Regions from separate parts of the Mus musculus genome. Here all the other regions are linked to region 1. Evidence: chromatin contacts called from public Hi-C and HiChIP or PLAC-seq data. All regions are on one chromosome and are shown on one strand. The core of a region is the stretch at or near the end of the contact, and the rest is flanking DNA. Distances in the headings are between cores, read along the strand shown. Region 1 overlaps Reck (reversion-inducing-cysteine-rich protein with kazal motifs). Region 2 holds the start of Gne (glucosamine (UDP-N-acetyl)-2-epimerase/N-acetylmannosamine kinase). Region 3 overlaps Gne (glucosamine (UDP-N-acetyl)-2-epimerase/N-acetylmannosamine kinase).

The links. A called contact is a pair of places that touch in the nucleus more often than the background predicts. HiChIP or PLAC-seq counts read pairs in DNA pulled down with a chosen protein or histone mark.
Region 2: a contact with region 1 is called in a Hi-C map of the HPC-7 cell line, with 2.2 times the contacts expected there. The contact joins the promoter of Gne here to the enhancer-like site in region 1. A contact is called at or near these places in 5 of 39 promoter capture datasets (the C10 cell line, embryonic stem cells, hematopoietic stem and progenitor cells and 2 more), 4 of 484 Hi-C or Micro-C datasets (CD8 T cells, DN3 thymocytes, the HPC-7 cell line and 1 more), 7 of 115 datasets of contacts at active chromatin or transcription factors (effector CD8 T cells, embryonic stem cells, large pre-B cells and 2 more) and 2 of 9 other capture datasets (adipose tissue and liver).
Region 3: a contact with region 1 is called in a BATF HiChIP or PLAC-seq map of CD8 T cells, with 8 read pairs. The contact joins two enhancer-like sites. A contact is called at or near these places in 5 of 484 Hi-C or Micro-C datasets (ECoMG-derived neutrophils, the G1E-ER4 cell line, cortical neurons and 2 more), 5 of 115 datasets of contacts at active chromatin or transcription factors (CD8 T cells, T-cell acute lymphoblastic leukemia, embryonic stem cells and 2 more) and 2 of 9 other capture datasets (adipose tissue and embryonic stem cells).

What each region holds. Positions count from the first base shown.
Region 1 is chr4:43,901,637-43,905,627 of GRCm38.p6, forward strand. All of the region lies in intron 6 of Reck (reversion-inducing-cysteine-rich protein with kazal motifs), which reads left to right. Among named protein-coding and RNA genes, the nearest start is that of Reck, 28 kb to the left of the region's middle. Within about 2 kb of position 2,220, at least 51 of the 459 cell types and tissues checked have an H3K27ac peak or open chromatin away from gene starts, as enhancers often do. A contact at or near this core is called in CD8 T cells, the HPC-7 cell line, Th1 cells and 4 more, where this site is marked.
Region 2 is chr4:44,070,652-44,074,642 of GRCm38.p6, forward strand. It overlaps Gne (glucosamine (UDP-N-acetyl)-2-epimerase/N-acetylmannosamine kinase), which reads right to left and starts at 2,066. Exons shown (of 12, transcript NM_001190414.2): 1 at 1,711-2,066.
Region 3 is chr4:44,042,655-44,046,645 of GRCm38.p6, forward strand. It overlaps Gne (glucosamine (UDP-N-acetyl)-2-epimerase/N-acetylmannosamine kinase), which reads right to left. Exons shown (of 12, transcript NM_001190414.2): 6 at 3,249-3,336; 7 at 2,105-2,315. Among named protein-coding and RNA genes, the nearest start is that of Gne, 28 kb to the right of the region's middle. Within about 2 kb of position 2,142, at least 28 of the 459 cell types and tissues checked have an H3K27ac peak or open chromatin away from gene starts, as enhancers often do. A contact at or near this core is called in CD8 T cells, memory CD8 T cells and regulatory T cells, where this site is marked.

The DNA.
Region 1 (3,991 bases), core at 970-3,469:
TTTTTCTTTGCCTTAAGGTGGCCATTCCTTTAAGTGTGTGGTTTCAGTGTTGTATTTACCCTGAAGGACAGATCTTACGTTATTTGAGTAGAGATTCAGAGACTGAGCGATTACATTCAGAAGAGCTTATTATCTTTAGTGAAAAACTGGCCCTGGCTCCTTTAAGGGGATTTCCTAGGAAGCTTATTTAAATAAGAGTACCTTGGTCTCTTCACATCAATGGAAGCCCTAACTAAGACACCTACTGACCTGACATACTTTTACTATTGTCCTGTGCTTGAAAGTATTATATAGGACCTCATCTTCTGGCATTAGGACACACTTACTACCTTGTTCTGTGTTATAGATATAAACAGTTTAAAATGCTAGCTTGATCTGCTGGAAAGAAGCAATGGAATACACAAGCCAAAAATTCAGCAGGGACTGAACACGCAGAAGGTGTAAGCTTTGAGGACATTGAATTTACTGAGCCAGGTTTCATAGCTATATAGACTCTCATACTTGGAGGTCAAGGAAGAGATTTTTGGTTCCAACAGAAGATGGAAAACCCAATTGTGATCTTTCCTCAAAGAGGCTGCACTTGAAATACGGGGGACAAAACTGTGACCGTCTCCTTTTGTAGAGGAACACGCTGCCTCTCAAACCTAACGTCCCTCTTGAAAACTGGTGTTACTAGTTAAGTCACTCACACGAAGTAGGTGCTTAGAAAATCCCAAGCTGAGACTGTATCTAAAATCATTTTAAAATGGTAGTCCTTTCTTAGATGCCGAAGACAAATAACACAGATTCTCTCTGGAAGAAGGGAATTTTATTCCAGACTTAAAGCTCCCACAGATAAAATTCTAAGGAAAGTAAGCAACTCACAGTTAAAAAAAAATCACAAACCTTACTAGAGAACAAGGCCATGAGACAAGAGCCAGCAGGAACAGTGGGGAACAGAATAAACCTCAGGTGCCTGCTATAGAGATTCACATGTAGGAACAGTAGTGAACAGCATAGGCCCAGGCGCCTGCGCTATAGAGACTCTCACATGCAGACCATAAGATATTTAATATGGGTAAGAAACAAGATCCTGAAAATACACAGAGCAAGTATAGTTGGAAAGAATTTCATAAAATAAAAATTTAATTGAAGAAATAAAAACATAGCGGAAGCTGGGGTAGTGTTTCTGTCCTGTGAGTCCAGATAGACTCAGGAGGATTATGTTCAGGTTCATACTCAAGTGAGTTCAAGTCAGCCCAGGCTGCAAGAGATTGTATCTACAGCCGGGCGGTGGTGGCACACGCCTTTAATCCCAGCACTCGGGAGGCAGAGGCAGGCGGATTTCTGAATTCGAGGCCAGCCTGGTCTACAGAGTGAGTTCCAGGACAGCCAGGACTACACAGAGAAACCCTGTCTCGAAAAAACAAAACAAAAAACAACCAAAGAGATTGTATCTACATATTATAGCATCATTGTCATCAACCTCATCACTTACATTAAAAAGAATTTTAAAAAAAACTTTCTTTCAAAAATGACCAATAGCTGATTTCTCAGAAGTAACAAAAGAAGGCAGAAGACATTATTTACATGGTTCTTAAAGAAAATAGCTGTTAATCTAGAATTTTGTATCCAAAAGGATTTCAGGAAATAATGCATCATTAAGATGGTTGGAGAGGAGAGTGGGATTAAGTGAGAGAGTAGGGGGCAAGTGAGAACAAAATATAATGATCCGTGTGTGTGCACGTGCATGTGTGACACTGTCGCGGTGAAACCTATTACTTTTATGTAAACTAAAAATGTGCTGGGACTGGGAGGCCGCTCTGTGACTAACCTGATTAAAACTCAGCAAACTGAGAAACTGTTTTCTGTGAGATATGAGACATAACCTATAGTGGTCTTTCAAACCATCTTTGTCAACAACTTATCTGTGAACCTTTTCTTTTGGATACCAGTTTGGTAATTTTTAGAATTTCAGATTATTGTTATTTTTTCCTTGACTGTCAGAGGAGACATTGATAAATTCTGTGAGGGATGTGAAGGTAGCAAAATGTCCAGAGACCTGGTGATGGTGATAAAATTATGAGTTTAAATTTTAGTTCAGGACATTAAGGTAGCACACAAATTTACAAATCCTAATGTGGCCTTCCCATTTGCTGCTCAAGCCACTGAAGTGAGCGCTTCAGCTGCCCGCAGACCTCCATGCTCCTGTCTGCCTCTTCCTCTCCTCACTGCTGCTCTGGGCTTTCCAGACAGGCCACACACAGAACGGTCGTTTCCTGTGTCTTACTTCCTTTCCTCAGTGTAGTTCTTTGACGGTTTTCTTTAAAGAAGGCGACAAACAGTAAAGAAAACCCAGGGTGAGATCTCATCTCTCAGATTGGCCTTTTTTTTAAGGTTTAAGAAGCTGAAGAGTAGGCTCGGTGGTTCAGACCACTTGCTGCTTTTACAAAGGACCTAGATTCAATTCCTAGCACCACATGGCTGCCCACGACCATCTGTAACTCTAACCCTACAGGACCCAACACCCTCTGTTGCCACTAAGTCGTGAGGCATGCATGCGATGGATGCTAATATAACTAGATTGTTCTGCTGATGACCACTGGGTCTGTGAGAATGCTAAGATAAAGGCAGCACAGAGGCCCTAGACCACAGAGCCTAAGGCGAGTTCCACCTTACAGCTGTCTGCACCACTGCCAGCACATGGCTACGTGTGACAAGTGCAGGTTTGTGTAAAACTGTATTTTTTTATTATTCATGTGGTTCACAGTTGAGAATAGCATGTAATCAAGTCTTTCCCATGTCATCTTCTACAGCCATCTATTTCCTGCGGTTCCCAGAAATGTTTTTTGTATAGAAAGGAAATGTGTATGTAGTCCTCACCCACTCTTACCACCTTTAGCGTGCACTTCACTCTGCCCTGGACGCCAGTGTTGAGTATGTGTTTGTTTATGCCTGCTGGGGTTGTGCCAGGTCCGCAGCGAGTATTCAGTAAATGTATGCTGAAAGATGTGTTTGCATCAAATTAACCGTGGTTCTAGAGTTACTTTGTGTTAGAAGCATAAAAGAAGGGAGGTGGGGAACAGTCTAAGGGACCAGAAAAAGCAGAACCAGCCATGTCACTGGCAGCTGGAGGTCCCCTAAGCTGTAGTGTAATGTCAGTCTGCTGCAGTGGTTCTGGTGGGACAGCTAACAGCATAGGCTTTGGACAGCTGTGCTGTCCTCACACAGCTTTTGGCTATTTTAATAAAAGTACACAGGTTGGAGATGTGGCTTAGAAGCCCTTGGCTCGATCCCTAGTGGGTACACACTTGCTCTTACACATACACAAAGTGTAAGAGTCTAAATATAAAGTATGTATCAGTTCACACTGAGGAAGTGCCAAGAGTTGTTGGAGTAAATAGCAGAGTGTGATGGGAAACTTAAGGAATGGTGACCCTCCACAGAGGTGTATATATCAGATCTGGCCGTTACCTGCAGCTGATGAGCTCCAAAAAGAGCGAAACCTGTTGGGTCCTGCAGTACTGGCTTACCATAGTAAGACTTGCTGGGGTGCACTGCTCTGTTGTTTAGCATTGTCCTAGGAGAAACTCCTGTTTGATGTCCTTGTTCCTGGTTCTTTTCTTTTCTCGTCCATACCTTAGCTGTGTAAGAGTATGCCTACGGTCTTGGTCGTATCAGACTAGCCGAGATCTTGTCTCGTCTTAAATGGCCTTTCTCTGGGTGGCTTATTTTCTCATGCTTTGTTGTTTGTTTTTGTCGTACCAGGAGTAGAGGCCAGGGTATCATGCTCTATCACGAAGCCACTTCCCTAGCCCAGACCCCATATCTTTAATTACTCCTATTTAATGACAATTCTAGAATCTTCTCTGCCAACTTTCTTTTTGAGATAAGATTTCACTATGTAGCCCTGGCTGGTCTGAAACTCACTATGTAGACCAGATTGGCCTTAAACAACAGATTCATTAAAGGCATGCAACACACACACACACCAAAACACACAGTCGTCATC
Region 2 (3,991 bases), core at 816-3,315, 170 kb after region 1:
AACCATTTGAAGGAAATTTAGGTTTCATAAAGCACAAGGCAAAGCAAGATAAAACTTGCTTCTTTACCTAGTGGAATGTTAACCAAAAATGAAAATTGATCAACTGTATCTATATTTGCCAGTGGATACTGTGTATCCCCATACAAAAGTCTGAGGTCCCAAACATTGCAAAATGCAAACGAATAACACGGGAGCCAGTGAAATGGCTGGCTGCATGGGTAAAAGCGGAGGCCAGAGGGCAAGTTCCAGCATCAGGCCACTGGAGAGTCAGGAATGGGGTTCAGACAGACAAGGAGCACAGGGGCACGCTTCTGTAAGATCTGGTATGAGTGACAGGAACACAACAGCAAACACCCAAACAAACAAAAACAAGCAGAAAGGAAAGGCCACCCTTGGGCCGGAGGACCAGACAATTAGGGAAATGGGGTCTTATAAAATGCCCAACCCAGAGTCCACCTGCCAGAACTTCCAAGTCCGGGGGCCCATCCCATCCCACCAGGAGCTGTCAGCTTGCTTCAATAGAGCTTTTTACTTCACTTTCTCTGCCTTTGAGTCATCTATCAATTCTATGCCTGTCTCACACACAGAACAACCTCACCAGCTCTCCCCTACGTTTCTTTCACCTTGTTGGAGACAGGCTCTCTAAAAACAAAAACAAAAACAAACAAAACAAAACAAAAACAAAAAACAAAAAAACCCAAGGCTTCCGGATTGCTGTTATTACAGCTGCTCGAATTATAGGACCGGTTTTACTGGGTTTGGAGCACCCAAACTCAAGTCAAGTTTGAAGCGTTACACCAGCAGCAGCAGCAGCAGCAGCAGCAGCAATCTCCCTGGCTCCGAGAAATGGCAATGCTCACAAACTACATTCAACTCAATTGTGCTTTTATAAATGCTGCAAAAGGATAAGTGAATGTCCCAACCACGAGAAAGTATAAGCACACTTGTGCAAGCAGTCACCAGCAGAGAAACAACAGTAAAGTAAACGTTTGCTAAGTGCTTCCTCCAGCAGTGGGCTAACACGGCGTTAGACACGTTATTCCATCCTCATTTTCTCTACTATACAGACAGGGACACTGAGGTGTAGAAAAAAAAATCCACTTGATCTAAATCACAGTTAGTTAATGACTGATAGAACTTCAATTCAAAGCCAAGTCTAGATGACCTTCCTACACGCAGGTCACTGCCGCACACACCCTCTACCTTGTGTGTATATTCCACAAACATCCACGGGTGCAAACCTTTCCGGAGAACTTGAGACACTCCTTTCTTTCACTCAGAGCGGATGGAACTCACCGCAATAAAAAGGGAAGGGCTGTACAGAGTTCTCAGAACCCTGCTGCCCAGCTATAATAATTCAGTTTGATGTTCCTTCCAGAGCCCCTACAGTCGGGCTAAACCATTATCTTTACTGTGAAACCATTCCCCGCCGCCACACCCCTCCTATCGAGGTGCAAAGCCGATCTATTCTTTCCTCTAACAATTTTACAAGCCTGTTCAAGGACGGATATAAACGTCTATCAAATTTCCAAGGACACCGAGTGTCCAGACAGTCAGAGTTGGGCAAGCCTCCAAGAAGTCCCTCGGTGCAAACCCTCTCCCCACCTAGGCAGTGCTGGGCCCCCGCAGCTATCTCACGTCTCTGCCCAGGGACCCAGGGCCGTGCCGCCTGCTGCGTGCACGGATGGGCTGGACCCTGGCCAGGCCTACCTCTGCAAGCCCCGGTCCCCATTCACCCGCACGCTGAGTCTGACAGCTCCGGGATCCCACGCCGGAGCAACGCACCGGGCGGGAGAGGCGCCCTGCTGCGTAGAACCCGGACGCCCAGCGCGAGGCCCACAGCTGCAGCAGAGGTGCCGGAGCCTGGCACGATGCTCGTGAGTCACCGACTGACTCGTGGCCTCCGCCGGGTTAGTTCCCTCCGGCGCCACCTCGGCACTTGGCAGGCTCGCGTCCAGCGGGTCCACAGGGCAGGCCCCGGCAAGCGCACCCGGTGGCTTCCGCTACCCGGCGCCGCTCGACGACTCGGCGCTCGACCCAGCCCCAGCCATTGCTCCTGCATTCGCAACGCACACCCCGGCTCCCGCGGAGCGCCGAACGGTCGATCGCTCCGGCTCCGCCTGCACCGGGTCCCAGCCCCTCCTTGGCGTATTTCTGTTGGTCAGTCGTGTGGCGCACCTTCCGCTGTCGTGTCGCCTCTGGTAGTGGCATCCACTCGGTTTGCTGACCCTTATTCTCGCCTGAGGGTGTTCTCTCCTCTGGCAGAGCCCACAGTTAAGCCCGAGTTCTCCCACGAGATGGTTGTTTTAGCTTTGCACCCAAGCTGAGTGCCATCTCGTGGACCAAACTCCAAGGCAACTCAGTGTCGGTAGTCCTAGAGTGCACCCTGGAATTTAAGCTTTGCCACCCCTGCCACGAGGCTCTGGCTGAGTGCAGCGTGACAATACACATGCTAGTCAGCTCTGAGTTATCTGTCACTCCAGGGATCTAGGCAATTCTATTACCAAATTTGGGCCTCACAGTTTTTCCCCTTGAAGCCAAATTCTGTCACCTGTTCTCCATAAGTTAATGAGAACAGAGTTACTAGTAAAAAAAAAAAAAAAAAGCAAAAAAACGGAGGTTAATTCAATGTGGCCATGTTGGGAAGAGGGACAAAGATATCCAAAGACATATCCCCTGGATCCATTTTGGGACCTCAGATTTTAGGTTAAAATATATAGAGTTCGAGATGTGCACATCTAAGAGGTCCAGGGCAAGCTGTAGCCCACCTGTCACTGTCTGGACTCTAACTTCCCCAGCAAAGTGGCAGTCACAAATTGTCAGTCCCGTGTGAAGTCTCTTTTCAGCACCAGCATTCGGTCTTTTCCTTCTCTGAGTATGAGATTCTTGGGGAAAATTTCAGGGTTTTTTGAGGCCATAGTTTCAATAGTCTGATAGATTGAGGTACACAGACATCTCAAGAATATCTGCTAGACTAATTGCAGATCCAAGACCCAGGAAGGTGGGGAGCGGCCTGTGCTGCTAGCTCCTGATGAAGGTTGGTTTTGTTTTGTTTTTAAGATTTTATTTTAGCTTATTTTTATCATGTATATGGGGTAGGGGGGTGGGGCAGAGGATGTGTACACATTAGAGTGCACATGTCAAAGTCCAGAAGAGGGTAACAGATACCCTGGAGCTGAAGTTAGAGATCGTGGTGAACCTCCTGACATGGGTGACATTTCCCACAGCTAGGTGCAAGAGAATGAGAAGCTAGACAGTATTCTGAACAGCACAGCTGCACCTGTGTCTCAAACAACAACAAAAAGTCACAAGTGAAACTTTCAGATCTACTTTTTTAGGTTGTTTTTTTTTTTTTTTTTTTGAGACAGGATCTTACACTGTACCTAGCTGAAACTGGCACGGGATTGACTGTGTAGCCCAGACTGGTCTCAAGCCACGTCAGTCCTCCTGCCTCAGCTTCCATTGGGGGTTCTTGCTATAAGCTAAATGTGGACCCCATCAGACTTTTACAGCTTGTGGTCTATCTCAGTCAAGGATGAAGCTCTGGTTTGCATGGTATTAGTGTAGCCATGTTGGATCCTGCAAGGGTCATCCCATCATGAAAGGACAGACAATGAGTGGTTTTGTACACTGAGGTGACATTGTCTACCTTTCTGTCTGAGATCAGCAACCATCGATTTGTAAGTTGACCAGGTCACCATTCATGAATGCTCTGATAACACGTCAATTTCCAACACATTTCACATCATACTTTTTTTTTCTAAATACCATCTGAGCTGTTGGGTAGAGAATGGATTTGAATGGATTTGTTGAGAGTCAAGAGTTGGTTCCAGTGAAAATTCCACTGAAATAGATATGCAATTCATCTGGATGTAAAACTCATGAGACTTATTATTGACGGGTTATGAGTTAGAAATAAAGAATGGCTATATTTATAGCTTCCTAGCACTGATAACAAAGTGCTAGTACTCTTTTATCTTCCATATCTTAC
Region 3 (3,991 bases), core at 892-3,391, 140 kb after region 1:
TGTTTGCACTTAGTCATCTACTGGAGGCCATTAACGGTATGCATACACAACTCGGGACAAATTTCCCTGTGGACTGGCACATGGCCACGTCTTACAGAGTTTCGTCCTGATTTAACACAAAGCAGAGACAGCCCCTCTTAACTAGTCCTGGTGTTCCAGGGCTTTGGTTTGGTTTTTGTTTTTTTGTTTTTTTCACCTCAATAATGTATGATAATTTTATGAAACTGTAAGATCCAATTGAAATGTTGACCATAATTATGTTAAATCTATAAGCCAATCTGTGAGATACTGACATTTAGAAAATACTCAGCCTTTTCAGCAAGGATGCTTTCTCAGGCCTTTGGCACAATTTCAGAATTTTATTTATGTAAGTCACAGTTTTATGGTTTTGATTATTCTTAGGAATCTGGGTTGTTCCCGAATTGGTAGACTTTTCCCTTCATGTTCTTTTGTATTAATGGATTTTTACATATCAAATGCAAGAATTAAAGCTGTTTATCATTAAAATTAAATCTACGCCAGGCGTGGTGGCGCACGCCTTTAATCCCAGCACTCAGGAGGCAGTGGCAGGCAGATTTCTGAGTTCGAGGCCAGCCTGGTCTACAAAATGAGTTCCTGGACAGCCAGGGCTACACAGAGAAACCTTGTCTTGGAATAAAAAAAAAAAAAAAAAAAAAAAAAGAAGGAAAAAAAACTCTACAGGAGTGCTTCCCAGCCTTTATTATGCTAGAGAGGTGGCTTAGCATAACTATAGTGTCCCCAGCATCAAACTAAGGAGTCTACCAGTGGTAGACACCTGGAGTCTTACAACACCTGAGTGATATTAATGTTTGACAGATACATTAGTCATTGACGGACATTCACATAAAGGGTCCCAAGATCCTTGTCACAAATTCATTTAAATCATTATCCAGAAAATTTCTGATACATATTAATCATAATATCCAGCCATTTACTGGATCCCCCTAACTCTACAATCCAGTTCATTTCTTCACATGACTCATAAATAATATTGTTTGCTATGTATAATCTCCAATTTTGCTTCCCTTGCTTTATTCCTTACAGGACAGAAGCCACTCTTTATTTCAATTGAAATTTCGCCTCTAAAAAAGGTCACTTATATTTGATATGTAAAAGTCCATTAATACAAAAGACTATGAAGGGACAAGGCTAACAATTCAGAACAACCCAGAGTCCTAAGAATAAGCAAAACCACACTGTTGGTCACTAATAAAAACCCTATGTTAGGAGAATAATTTATTACTTTTTCTTAAAGTATAGGAAGGTTTCTTTTGCTTCTCTTGAGATAGCCATGGTATGTTCCGCTTTGCTTTTCATTAATTGACTTAATATTATTAAATTTCTAATGATTTATGTTTAAATTCTTTGCTATTTCTCAAGGGTTGTTGATATTTTACATGTCTATGATAGTGCAAATAGATTTTCCTGGGAGGTTTGCTTCTCATTAAGTCAGTAAGAGATCACCGTAACACAGTCTGCTGTTTTCATGACGGGGCTCTCAGGCTGCCAGAGCCCGGCCCTTTGTGGTACAAGATCAGGCTATGAAACCATGAACCGGAGACCTGTCTAGCTGACCACTCCCTGGAAGCAGCATGTTTCTTCAGCTGTGGGGATTCCCAGCCAGGTGGGCAAGTGCTCACTGGACTTCACATCAAGGTGTCTTCAACTCAGTCCTGCAGTGGCAAAGCCCTCTCTTAAAGGGGCCTCCCCACTGCCAACTCAAGATTGACTGCTTTGGGTTCCCTAACAGTTTACTTCTTCAAAATGTTTATCTTGTGTTTTTGGTTTTTTTGATACAAGGTCTCACACTGTGGCCCAGGCTGCCCTCAACCTTTCGGGAATCCTGCTGCCTCAGCTTCCTAAGTCCTGGGATTATAGGCATTGGCTACCTCACCAGCTTGAAATGTTACCAATTGGTAGACTGCACGAAATGCACAAGATGCACGTTGTGAGGGGTCTGACAGCACCATGGGCAAATGCCGGCACATGCCAGTGCGCTTCCTCCTTCTGCCTTCCACGCACACATTTTAAGGATCAGCCACTCAGGAGAGATGAAAAGTTGAGTGTCGTGCAGTGAGCTTACCTTCATGCTAACTATTGCCACCCTCAGGTTTGTCCCGCCAAGATCAACAGCCAAGGCACTCAGAGTTTCCAGGATGTGGTCAATGTCTTGAGAGATGTTCTCCTTTACAGGGGGGAAGCAGAATTTCTTCTGTAGTGGCTCTTGAAGGTCAATGGATTTGAGAAACTTTAAAATCCTTGGAACAGCATTCCCATCCCCATATATCTTTGAGCTGCAATATCCAAAGAAGTCAGTTCAGTGGAATGGTTTTGTCACTCAGGCGATACCAAGGTCATTGAAATCGCAGTTTTCAGGGAGAAATAATTTGCTCTTTTAAAATAACCCCTCTGGGCTGGGGAACTACCTAGTGGTATAGCACTTCCCTGGCAGGCCCCAAGTTCAGTCTGTTGCATCACAAAGCAATAAAACAATATCCCCACAATGTGTGTGTGTGTGTGTGTGTTTTAAAATGTGATACATATGATAAGTCACTCCATGAACTTATTTTCTGTCAATTAAAACATAAACTAGAGCTGGCATGGTGACACACACCTTTAATTCCAGCACTTGGGTGGTAGAGGCAGAAGGCCTCTCAGAGTCTGAGGCCAGCCTAGCTTCTTACATAGTAAGTTCTAGGACAGCCAGTGCTGCATAAGAGAGAGACCCTGTCTCAAAACACAAAGATAAAAAGAAAACAAGTCTGCAAATCCTAACAACACAGAGCTAAATCCAGAAACAGCTGGGCCTTTGACAACATTGTAATTTAGTACCTGAATTTGGGGCTTTCTGCCTTGATTTGGGTTTTTGCTATTTTAGAAGTTTTAATCTTTACATTTCTGAGAAATTACCATATTGAAATAAAAAGGAGGGCAGCCAAAATGAAAGGAAATCAGATACATTATTTTCTAGTATGTAGTCAAATTGTACCAGCGAAACCCACTGTAGGGTAGTACTATTGTAATTAGCAGAGTCAAATTGTAAAAGTTCTCCACTGGAACCTGAGCAGAGACCTGGAGCTGGACATCTGTCTTTCCAGCTGCTAGGGTGTGCTAACGAAGAAGGAAAGGTCTGTTAAGATGGTTAAACGGTGATGGACCATAGCTTCAGTTGGTGCCTGGGGCAGTTCCCCCTTTAATTACTCCAAAATGAAAGGCTCTGTACTCACCAAGGGTACTGTTTGCCGAACTGGAGGTGTAGTGCTTGCAATATTTTATCTTGGGTGTCAGCATCCCTGACATGAAGAACATTCTCCCCTAAATAAAAACAGGGACATTACAGTGACTTGTAGTTTGACTGTCCAGAGAAAGACCAACAGCAGAGTGCTGTGTTCACACCAACAGCAGAGTGCTGTGTTCACACCAACAGCAGAGTGCTGTGTTCACACAAACAGCAGAGTGCTGTGTTCACACAAACAGTAGTGTGCCGGATTCGACTCACTCGTAAACCCAGCAGATAACAAAACACTCTTGGTAAGACTGCCCTGCAGCGGACAAGATCTTTATCCTCAAAGAAAACAAACCACAGCTTTGTTCATTTAATGAGATCAGATAGATCAATGTGTGTTTGATTTTGGCTTAGAGACAAGGTCTTACTATGTAGACCTGGCTGGCTTCTAACTTGTGGCTCTCCCATGTTTCTCCCTATGCGCTAAGATCATAGGCTTGTTTTGTTGTTTTGGGGTTTGGGTTTGTTTTGTTTTTTGGAAGTCTTGCTCTACAGCCTAGGTTGGCCTCAAACTTAGGACCTTCCTATCTCAGATTCGTGAGATAACACGCACCACCATGTCCGGTTAGGGTGAGTTAATCCAACACTGGCAAACTGTTCGCCTAGATATCTCCCAAGTCTATTCTCAACTAGCCAGACTAGCCAGTCAGTCAGTCAGTCAGTCAGTCAGTCAGTCAGTCAGTC